Regions from separate parts of the Zea mays genome. Here region 2 is linked to region 1. The links are chromatin contacts, called in public Hi-C maps. All regions are on one chromosome and are shown on one strand. Each heading gives the region's core, a stretch centred on a gene start, on an enhancer-like site or on the middle of the called end of the contact. The rest is flanking DNA. Distances are from core to core; before and after follow the strand shown.

The links. A called contact is a pair of places that touch in the nucleus more often than the background predicts.
Region 2: a contact with region 1 is called in a Hi-C map of ear, with 2.5 times the contacts expected there. The contact joins the promoter of LOC542686 here to the promoter of LOC100191633 in region 1. A contact is called at or near these places in 2 of 25 Hi-C or Micro-C datasets (ear and tassel).

Annotation. Positions count from the first base shown.
Region 1 is chr8:174,542,055-174,546,534 of Zm-B73-REFERENCE-NAM-5.0, reverse strand. It overlaps LOC100191633, which reads left to right and starts at 2,437. Exons shown (of 5, transcript NM_001137062.1): 1 at 2,437-3,016; 2 at 3,116-3,457; 3 at 3,581-3,920; 4 at 4,029-4,136; 5 at 4,206-4,480. The coding sequence starts at 2,801. The coding sequence ends at 4,231.
Region 2 is chr8:174,807,062-174,811,541 of Zm-B73-REFERENCE-NAM-5.0, reverse strand. It overlaps LOC542686 (phytoene synthase 2), which reads left to right and starts at 2,383. Exons shown (of 6, transcript NM_001114645.1): 1 at 2,383-2,788; 2 at 3,505-3,555; 3 at 3,656-3,828; 4 at 3,975-4,210. The coding sequence starts at 2,383. LOC100274471 reads left to right here. Exons shown (of 5, transcript NM_001148830.1): 5 at 1-922. The coding sequence ends at 483.

The DNA of each region.
Region 1 (4,480 bases), core at 1,188-3,687:
AGAAAATTACTGTATAGCAGCCTCTGTTGTCCTGTATAGCAGCCACCCTTTCGCTAGCCTGCAGATTCTTTTGCACCCTGACCATAGTTTCCGGTTTTTTTTCGAGCGAAAGGGTTGGGGCGCACGTTTTTGGCTTCCCGTTAACTCGGAGCACGATCGCGACCAAAGCACGCGGACGCGGGGGCGTGTCCGACCTCCGACGTTGTCGGCGCCTCGCTTCCACGTTTCTTTGCACCCCCAAAATACAGGCGCCGCATGCTATTTCTGTTCGCCAGCGACAACGCAGAGGGGAGGGGAGCCGCGCGCATGCCCACCGATGATTAGCGGTGGGCACTATGCATGCGAAATTGGCGATAGTGCCGGGAAGTAGAGTATGCATGACCGATGGTTTAGTTTATCCTACTTAAACCCGTAAATATAGCAACGTTGACTGGTATAAGAGGAGGAGGTGAAGCGTATGATTGCTCTTTGCTTTAGTTTATCCTATTTAAACCCGTAAAAAAGACTAGTGGCTTGGTTTCTGGTATAAACTAAATGACGCGAGCTACTTTTAAGATATATTAGATAACAATTACAACTACATGAAATCTACATAATGCTTGATAATCGAGTATTGAACAATAAGTAGATGGATGCAATTGCGAGGGTAAGTAAGAAGCACAAATTAAACCACGCGGGGGAAGAAATGACATAAGATATGTCCCTGATATATTGATTGCTTGCTAATAACCTATATCCTCGTCACGCCGAGTTCAAGCAAAGATGTTCATATGTCGTTTCTACAATATCTATAAAGACTTTGCTTTTATATGTTTATGATATCGTACTTTTACATCAAAGCAGTCCACACAACAGAAAACTAGATACATAAAAGAAAACAAAAGGAGGCCTTTTTAATAATATTTTATGGTTCTACACATTCTTCCGATTGAATAATGAGCCCCAGCGATCAGGGACTCTTTCCCTTAGTACGCTCACTGACCGGCGGGTCCCAGGTTCGGGGTTCATTCCCCGACACTATGCTTTGACAATTTATATAAAACCTTGCTTTTACATATGTACTTTCTGTTGTCGTGTTTTTTGTGTTGAAGTGTATCATACCATGGAAATTAATAAGTACAAGAAAACACAAAGATGCACTTTGTAGTAATATTTTATATTTATCCATCTTTTGCACTAGCCACATTTTATCATAGTGGTATATAATCTTACTTCTAAGCTTATCCGATCATCTCCAGTCCGACATTAGACAATGTGTCGTTATATTTAGACAATATCTATAAAACCTCTCTTTATATCTTAGGCATTAGACAATATGTCGATGTATATGTTACGTTTTGGTAACATCTATAAAGACTTCGCTCTATGCCTCTATATCTTTTAAGTTGTAGCGGCTCACGTCATAAAAAGTAATAATAATAAAAAGAAATATATATGTCCACACTACGTCCATATACTTATTTTCGCATGGGCATGGACCTTCATTGAGTTGGCAAATTGTTTTCCCACGTTAAGTCCATCCCATCGTTTTGGACAATATTTAAGTCAAATTTATAAAACTTTGAATACAATTAACCATTTTGTTATTTAGTTTTGAACTCTAAGTACTCATTTGCACCAATTTGTCTTACAAATACTTTTACAAAAGTATATTTGAACAAAAAATGATTAAAAGTGTGAAATTTGTATTTTGAATATCATGTCGTTGTTCTAAACCACTTAGAGCAACTCTAAAAGGATGTTAAAAATTTTACCCCAAAAATTAATTATTAAGAGCAGGCTAAAAGTTTTTAAGAGTGAATTATGATGAATACTCCAACAGTTTATTTAAATGTGACATGTGACGCAATTTGTACAGTCGTCGGGAGACAGTGAATGATCTGATACGTTGAGGAGTGGATTGTGGAGGGATGAAACACACCAAAGCGAGAAGAGACTGTGGATGCGGGACGCTAATTTTTTGGGGAAGAATGAATGAGCTGTTGGAGTAAGAAAAACCACTATTCCGGACTAATATCTGTTTTAGGGTTAGTTTACCGTTGCTCTTATAACATAGACATGGAAGGAGCAATTGATTAGGCTATGATTGGGTGTCGAACTTTCCATTATTAACCAATGGTGTTGTGTTGTCAACATTCGTTGAAGTACCATTTTAATGTCGAGGACTCGAGCGGTGGGAGCTGTTGGTGGGTGTCAGCCAATATGAAAAGAGCAATCCTCAAATGTGAAAACGATGCCAAACCCTCAAATAGCCAAATAGGAATAACAACCGTGCAAATGGAAGCCTGACGTACCCGGTTTAGTTAACCACACGAGTTCAAACGCCGCGAGGAGCACGAAAACACGCCCCGCCGCTAATCCAATCTCGCGTTTCTCTCCGCTCGCCGCGCTTTATAAGCCACCCGCATAGTATGTCTAGAGCCGGTAGAAGCAAGTAGTTTGACCACCTCACCTCCCTCCACTCCGCAAGGCCTCTCGCCGTCCTTCTCCTTCGACATTCTCGCTGCGCTGGCCGCCTGCCCCCCCCTCTCCGTCCGTAAGCTTTGGCCGGGGCAGATAACAAAATCTGATATCCCTGGGGCTTCGCTGCGCCGGGTCCCCTACCTTCTCACCTCACGCAAAGCAGAAGGGGGAGGAGTTTTAGGAGGTGGCAAGAGGAGCCATCATCGTGTCCGTCCGTGCTGCCCATTATTGTTTCTTCTTCCAGCGGCAATTTCTGGCCACAGTGGCGGGCGCTATATTACTCACAGGTTCGTGGCCGGTCCCGGTCCGTCCGAGCAAGCAGAGCGGCGTGTCGTTCATGGCGGAGGAGTGCCCGCCCACTGGCGGCGGCGTGGAGCTCTGGCTTCCGGACGAGTTCCTGGACGACGATTTTTTCTCCGAGGAGGAGAAGGCGGCGGTCGCCGCCAGGAGCGAGAACGACGACGAGGAGGAAGGGGCTGACGGCCTCCCGCGCCGCAGGGCTGGGCTCGTCGTCGGCAACGCGAAGGGCCAGGGGGACGGTTCCCCTGCAAATGTGGGTCACCTTTTCTGCTGTGGTGCCGTGTTTGCAGGTTTCCGTTTTCGAATTTCGCTGAGCTCTGGTCGTCACCCCCCTCGTCGCGTCGTGTGACAGGCGGAGGTGTTGGCCGGCTCGCCGCAGTCGATTCTGTGCGGCCTGCAGGACTATGGGGAGGACAGCCCCAACGGCGCGGCGTCGAAGGTTTGCTCGCCGCCGTCGTCGCCGCTGGAGCGCCCGCCGGCGGATCCCTGGGACGTTCTTAAAGAGGCGGCTGGCCAGGTGGCTCGCCTGCGCACAAACAGCACCCCCGTGCCAACGAACGACGCTGCCGCCAACCAAGGACTCCCCGTCACGCCGCCGGCGAAGAAGCTCTCCGCGCCGGCGGAGACTGCGAAGGCCAACCACTCCCAGCCGCCGAATAACTCGGTGGAAGAGCGACGGATTCAGATTGCTCGTGTGAGTCCCATGTCCTTACGCTGCGCCGTAGGTTGCACCAGCGCGCAGGCTCGGCCACTGGTTTGTTTGGTCTCTGAATCTGATGGGCGTTTTTCCTCGGCGTGGCGTGGTTTGTTCTTGCAGTTTAATGCCCTGAAGCAGCGGCAGCTCCTCAAGCACCGGCGGGATCGGGAGCTCGCCGTCGCCACGGCGGCGGCGTGGGGCACCAGTGTTGCTGGGTCTCATCGTGCCGCTGCCGCCGCCGCCGGCGGGTACGGTGCGCCGGCGCCGGCGCCGGCGCCACGTGTCCTGAGCTCGTACGCGTGGCCCCCGCTACAGAAGCAGCGGCAGGCGCCGGCGTCCCCGGAGGGCGTGCGCGCCCTCTTCCTCGCCCCTCCTCCTGGCGCCACGCGCGAGTGCGCCGGCACCGGCGTGTTCATCCCTCGCCAGGCCGGCGCCCCCGCTGAGCCCAAGAAAAGGCCAGGTAAGCGCACCTGCGCGGCGCTCACAAGTGCCTTTTTCGGGTTTTCCGGTCTGCTTGGATTCTTTTCAAGGATCGTAACCGATGTGTTGTGATGGCGCTTGTGAACAGCGTGCTCGCCTGTTCTTCTCCCGGTGCGCGTCGTGCAGGCACTCAACCTGAACGTCGTGGACCTCGGAGCCCGTCCCATCTACCCTGGCGGTTTCGTTCTCGATCACGGTAATTACTCTCTCGTCACTGTGGCTGTGTGGCATGGCTGGACTGATAAATGAATGGCACCACTAACAGTCTACAGTCGCATGCTCCTGTCGTGATCTTGCTTCGTCAGATGCGCTGGTGAGTCGGAGCAACGCCCTGCTGGCGAGCCGTCCGTCCCAGCTCCACCATGGCGCCTCCTCTCGCGAGGTGAATCTCCCCCAGGAATGGACGTATTGAAAGCGCCGAATCGGCACCGCTGACGATCTCCCCTAGGTTGACGGGTCATATTTGAGACAAAAATTACTGTCGCTAATGCTAGGGATAGGTAGGAAGGGGTAGCGTTTGCTCGCGTGGGTTAGAGCGAG
Region 2 (4,480 bases), core at 1,134-3,633, 270 kb before region 1:
ATTGCAGCTGATCAACAGCTCTATGCAATGGTCCTTCCTGGTTTTTGGATGGATGTTGGTCAGCCAAGGGACTACATTACTGGATTGCGTCTTTATCTAGACTCGCTTAGGAAGAAATCGGCTGCCAGGCTAGCTGCTGGAGCGCATGTTGTTGGCAACGTGCTGGTGCATGAGAGCGCCAAGATCGGAGAAGGTTGCCTGATCGGTCCTGATGTCGCAATTGGACCTGGATGTGTCGTGGAGGATGGCGTGAGGCTTTCCCGCTGCACTGTCATGCGTGGTGTGCGTATCAAGAAGCATGCCTGCATCTCGAACAGCATTATCGGGTGGCACTCAACTGTTGGACAATGGGCACGGATAGAGAATATGACCATCCTGGGCGAGGATGTTCATGTGTGTGACGAGGTATACAGTAATGGCGGTGTTGTTCTCCCACACAAAGAGATCAAGTCAAGCATTCTGAAGCCTGAGATCGTCATGTAAGAGTTCTCCAGTTTTAACTACAGTACATTCTTAAGTTCTTCGAGTAAGTGAGGATTGCAGATCCCCTTTTTATAAGTGATATCTATTGGTATCTTTGGCCTAATTCAAACAGCTTCAGACATGTTCGCTTGCTAAACTGTTGACAATGTATCCTTGTTCTTTGTTGAAAAGTTTTGTACTTGTAGTGTCAATCATATTTCACAAAGTGGTTGTCATATAATACTGAGAGGTTTTGGACCCTTGATCTGCAGAAGTTCAATACCATAGTAGCAAGAATAAGTTTATTTTTAAATGTTGTCCAATGTAACTTTCAGCAGTAATGTTTGTGTGCTAAATGCTCTCCCGGAGAAATGTACACGCTGCCCACGTGTGATGTAACTTACTATGTTCACGTATTTAATCTTGTACCAATGAATATATTGTCGGTGTCTTTAAAATCATTCTAATACAGTCTGTCTGGCATTACGAGTCAATAATTCTGACTGACGCTGTTGCTGCTGCTGTTGAACAGAGAATGAAGATATGCGTCGATCATGTTCAGTTACAGTGATAAAAACGTCGTCTAATAGTTACAATGGCGGGGTACCGGTGTACGTACTGCGGGTTTGATTTCTAAGTTTTTTTTTTAAATGGTGATGACAAGGAGTAGATAGAGATAGATTTACAATATCACAGATCTAATAAACCTAATAAGATAATAAGTACAAGTCGATCAGGCACGCACTCGCTTCTCATGACAAGGAGGCACTCGCGGCTTTGGAGGCTAGCTGAGGGCTTGATCTGGCAGAATCAGAGTCGGCATCTATGTACGATGACGATCCAGTCGAGGCTTCCTCCTCATCGCTGACGTGAATGTGGCGGGCCATGGCGATTATTAGATCCTCGAGACCACCGTCCGTACGATCCCAAAGCCTCTGTCCGGTCGATCCCGTCTCGCGTTCCTTTTGGCCTCATCCATGCGATGCGAGCATCCGGCCGGAATGGATCGGAGCAAGTGGCAAGTAATCAGAGATGTGATATAAGCACGTCCGCACTACTTAGTACTTACTGACTAGTTCTCCAATGCTGAGGTCTGGCCATACATCAGTCATGTCACTCTAGCTAGCTAACAAACCATTAATTTAGCCTCACATTCCGTCATTATTCACAGCTAGCACAACACAGCTAGCGCGCGAGTTATTCCTGGAAATGACAGACTACGTACGTGAGCAGTGTGGTGTATTTAGCTTTTACCGGGGCGGACACTACATCATGTACTAGCATTGTAGCTAAAGCTAAATTTTAACTGCTGGCGCCGCCGGCCGCACGCCATTTCAGAAGACAAATTAAACGAGGATGTACATACACCAGTAATAAAACATCAACAACTGCAGCAGCAGCAGCAGCAACAAGAAGAGGCACCACAGCATTTTGTAGCAGGCAGCTCAAACCCATCGTCCACCCATGCATGGACGTCAGCGTGCCACGTGTGCCCATCTCTCTTTTTCTTTTTACCCTTTTCGTAGCAGTGGCTGAACGAAGAGACACGAGAGCGAGCCACCACAGCCGCCACTTGTGAAACAAAAGACCGCGTGGACTTTACAGTAACGTAGTGCCACGTCTGACAGACACACATTGAAAGGGTGGTGATGGGCCCACGTGCACTTCCCTCAAATCAACGGCCCAAACGGCACAGAGGCGCCCACTCCCCAGCCACCCATTTAAACCAGAGCAGAGCGTAGCACCAGCACCCCCGACTCCCCGAGGCCTCCCGTCCCCTCCTCGACGACACCCACAAACCCATCCCATCTCCCAACACCTCCGCCGGTCCGCCCCAGTCTCTCCCACTCCCAGCGCCCACCGGCACCGCCGCCGCACGCGACCCCTCGTCCCCGTCCCCCGCCCCGACCGCACGCCGGAATGGCTGCGGGCTCGTCCGCGGTGTGGGCCGCGCAACACCCCGCCTGCAGCGGCGGCAAGTTCCACCACCTGTCGCCGTCCCACTCCCACTGCCGCCCGCGCCGCGCCCTCCAGACGCCGCCCGCGCTCCCCGCGAGACGGAGCGGCGCCTCCCCGCCGCGCGCCAGCCTCGCCGCCGCCGCGCCTGCGGTGGCGGTGAGGACGGCTTCGGAGGAGGCCGTGTACGAGGTGGTGCTGCGGCAGGCGGCACTCGTGGAGGCCGCGACGCCACAGAGGCGCCGGACGCGGCAGCCGAGGTGGGCGGAGGAAGAGGAGGAGGAGAGGGTCCTCGGCTGGGGCCTCCTCGGCGACGCCTACGACCGCTGCGGCGAGGTCTGCGCCGAGTACGCCAAGACCTTTTACCTCGGTGAGTGCCAGTGCCAGTGCCACTGCCTATGCCATCTTCAGGATCAGTGCTAGTGCTGCTACCAACAATTCAATATTGCATAGGAGTATAGTGCTAGGGCCTACTAGAACAATAGCAGTGGAATTTAATTAACAGACCAGATGGAAGACAAGTGGAGCCATTCTATACCTAGCGAGCTGCTGCGATTTTGGCCTAGTTTTAAAGAGAGTGTGTGCCATCGGTGGTGCTGCAACCCACATGATACACAAGATCAGGTTCTCTCTCGACTATCGACAACTGCACATGTCTACAGCCGATACGCAAGATCGCGACGACCTCGGTAGGTAACGAGAGGATATATATTGCACGTGGGCGCTGGGTGCCATCATATCTCCTAATGTCCCAAGGGGACAAATAATCAATCTTATTAACGGCTGTCTGCCTCTTCTACTGGCAACTGATAGGTTTCTTGAATAAGGTTATCAGGTTATGGCTGGACAAATAATCAATTTTGTTTTCCTGCTTCTTTTAAGCGCGCGCTCTAGATCTCTCTGACCTTTATAACTGAATGTTTTTTTTTTATTGTCTTTGACCATATGGGCGCCTGCGGGTAGCAGCAGCCAGCAGGCAGCAGATTCATGATTGATAACACTGATATCTTGTCATCGGCATCTCTTTCTCCTTTCTGAGACGATATCACGTACGTACCTCATCCCGGCTCATGTTTTACGTTTCAGGCACGCAGCTCATGACTCCTGAGCGGCGCAAAGCCGTCTGGGCGATCTACGGTATGATCTCGATCCATATAAACCCTGCGCTGTTTACTTGCCCCATCCCTAGCTCGTGTTGATTCTGAAGCAACATACGTTCTCTTTCCCTTGCGCGCAGTGTGGTGCAGAAGAACTGACGAGCTAGTGGACGGTCCCAACGCGTCCTACATCACGCCGACCGCTCTCGACCGCTGGGAGAAGCGGCTGGAGGATCTCTTTGAGGGCCGCCCGTACGACATGTACGACGCCGCGCTCTCGGACACTGTGTCCAAGTTCCCCGTCGATATCCAGGTAAACCCGTCCGTCCGTCCATCCATCTATCCATCCATCCAGCAGCAGGAACAAATTTACCACAAGACGTCTGGAAATCACCGGCCACAAAGACGTCTGGAGATCTGCATCTGCTAACAACGTTTTCTCTCCCTTTTTTTCCCCAGCCGTTCAAAGACATGGTCCAAGGAATGAGGCTGGACCTGTGGAAGTCGAGGTACATGACCTTCGACGAGCTCTACCTCTACTGCTACTACGTCGCCGGCACCGTCGGCCTCATGACGGTGCCTGTCATGGGCATCGCTCCCGACTCCAAGGCCTCGACCGAGAGCGTGTACAATGCTGCTCTGGCTCTCGGCATCGCTAACCAGCTGACGAATATTCTCAGAGACGTGGGCGAAGAGTAAGTGCTGGCTTTATTCACAGCTAACTAAGCATATATATAATTCTATTTTTACATCATCTGATCGATACGCCCACATCTGTTTGATACGGCGCCCATTAAAGTTTTATATCCAGCACTTGCGCGATACAATCAAGTCCAGAGATTATTAGTATTTAAAAGCGCTAGTAGTATGCGTGTACTGTATTCTACTGTCTGTCAGCAAGGAACATGTAATGCAAGCCTGTCGCTGTTCAGTATTTTTTTTTTCTTTTCCCTCCCCGGCCCGTT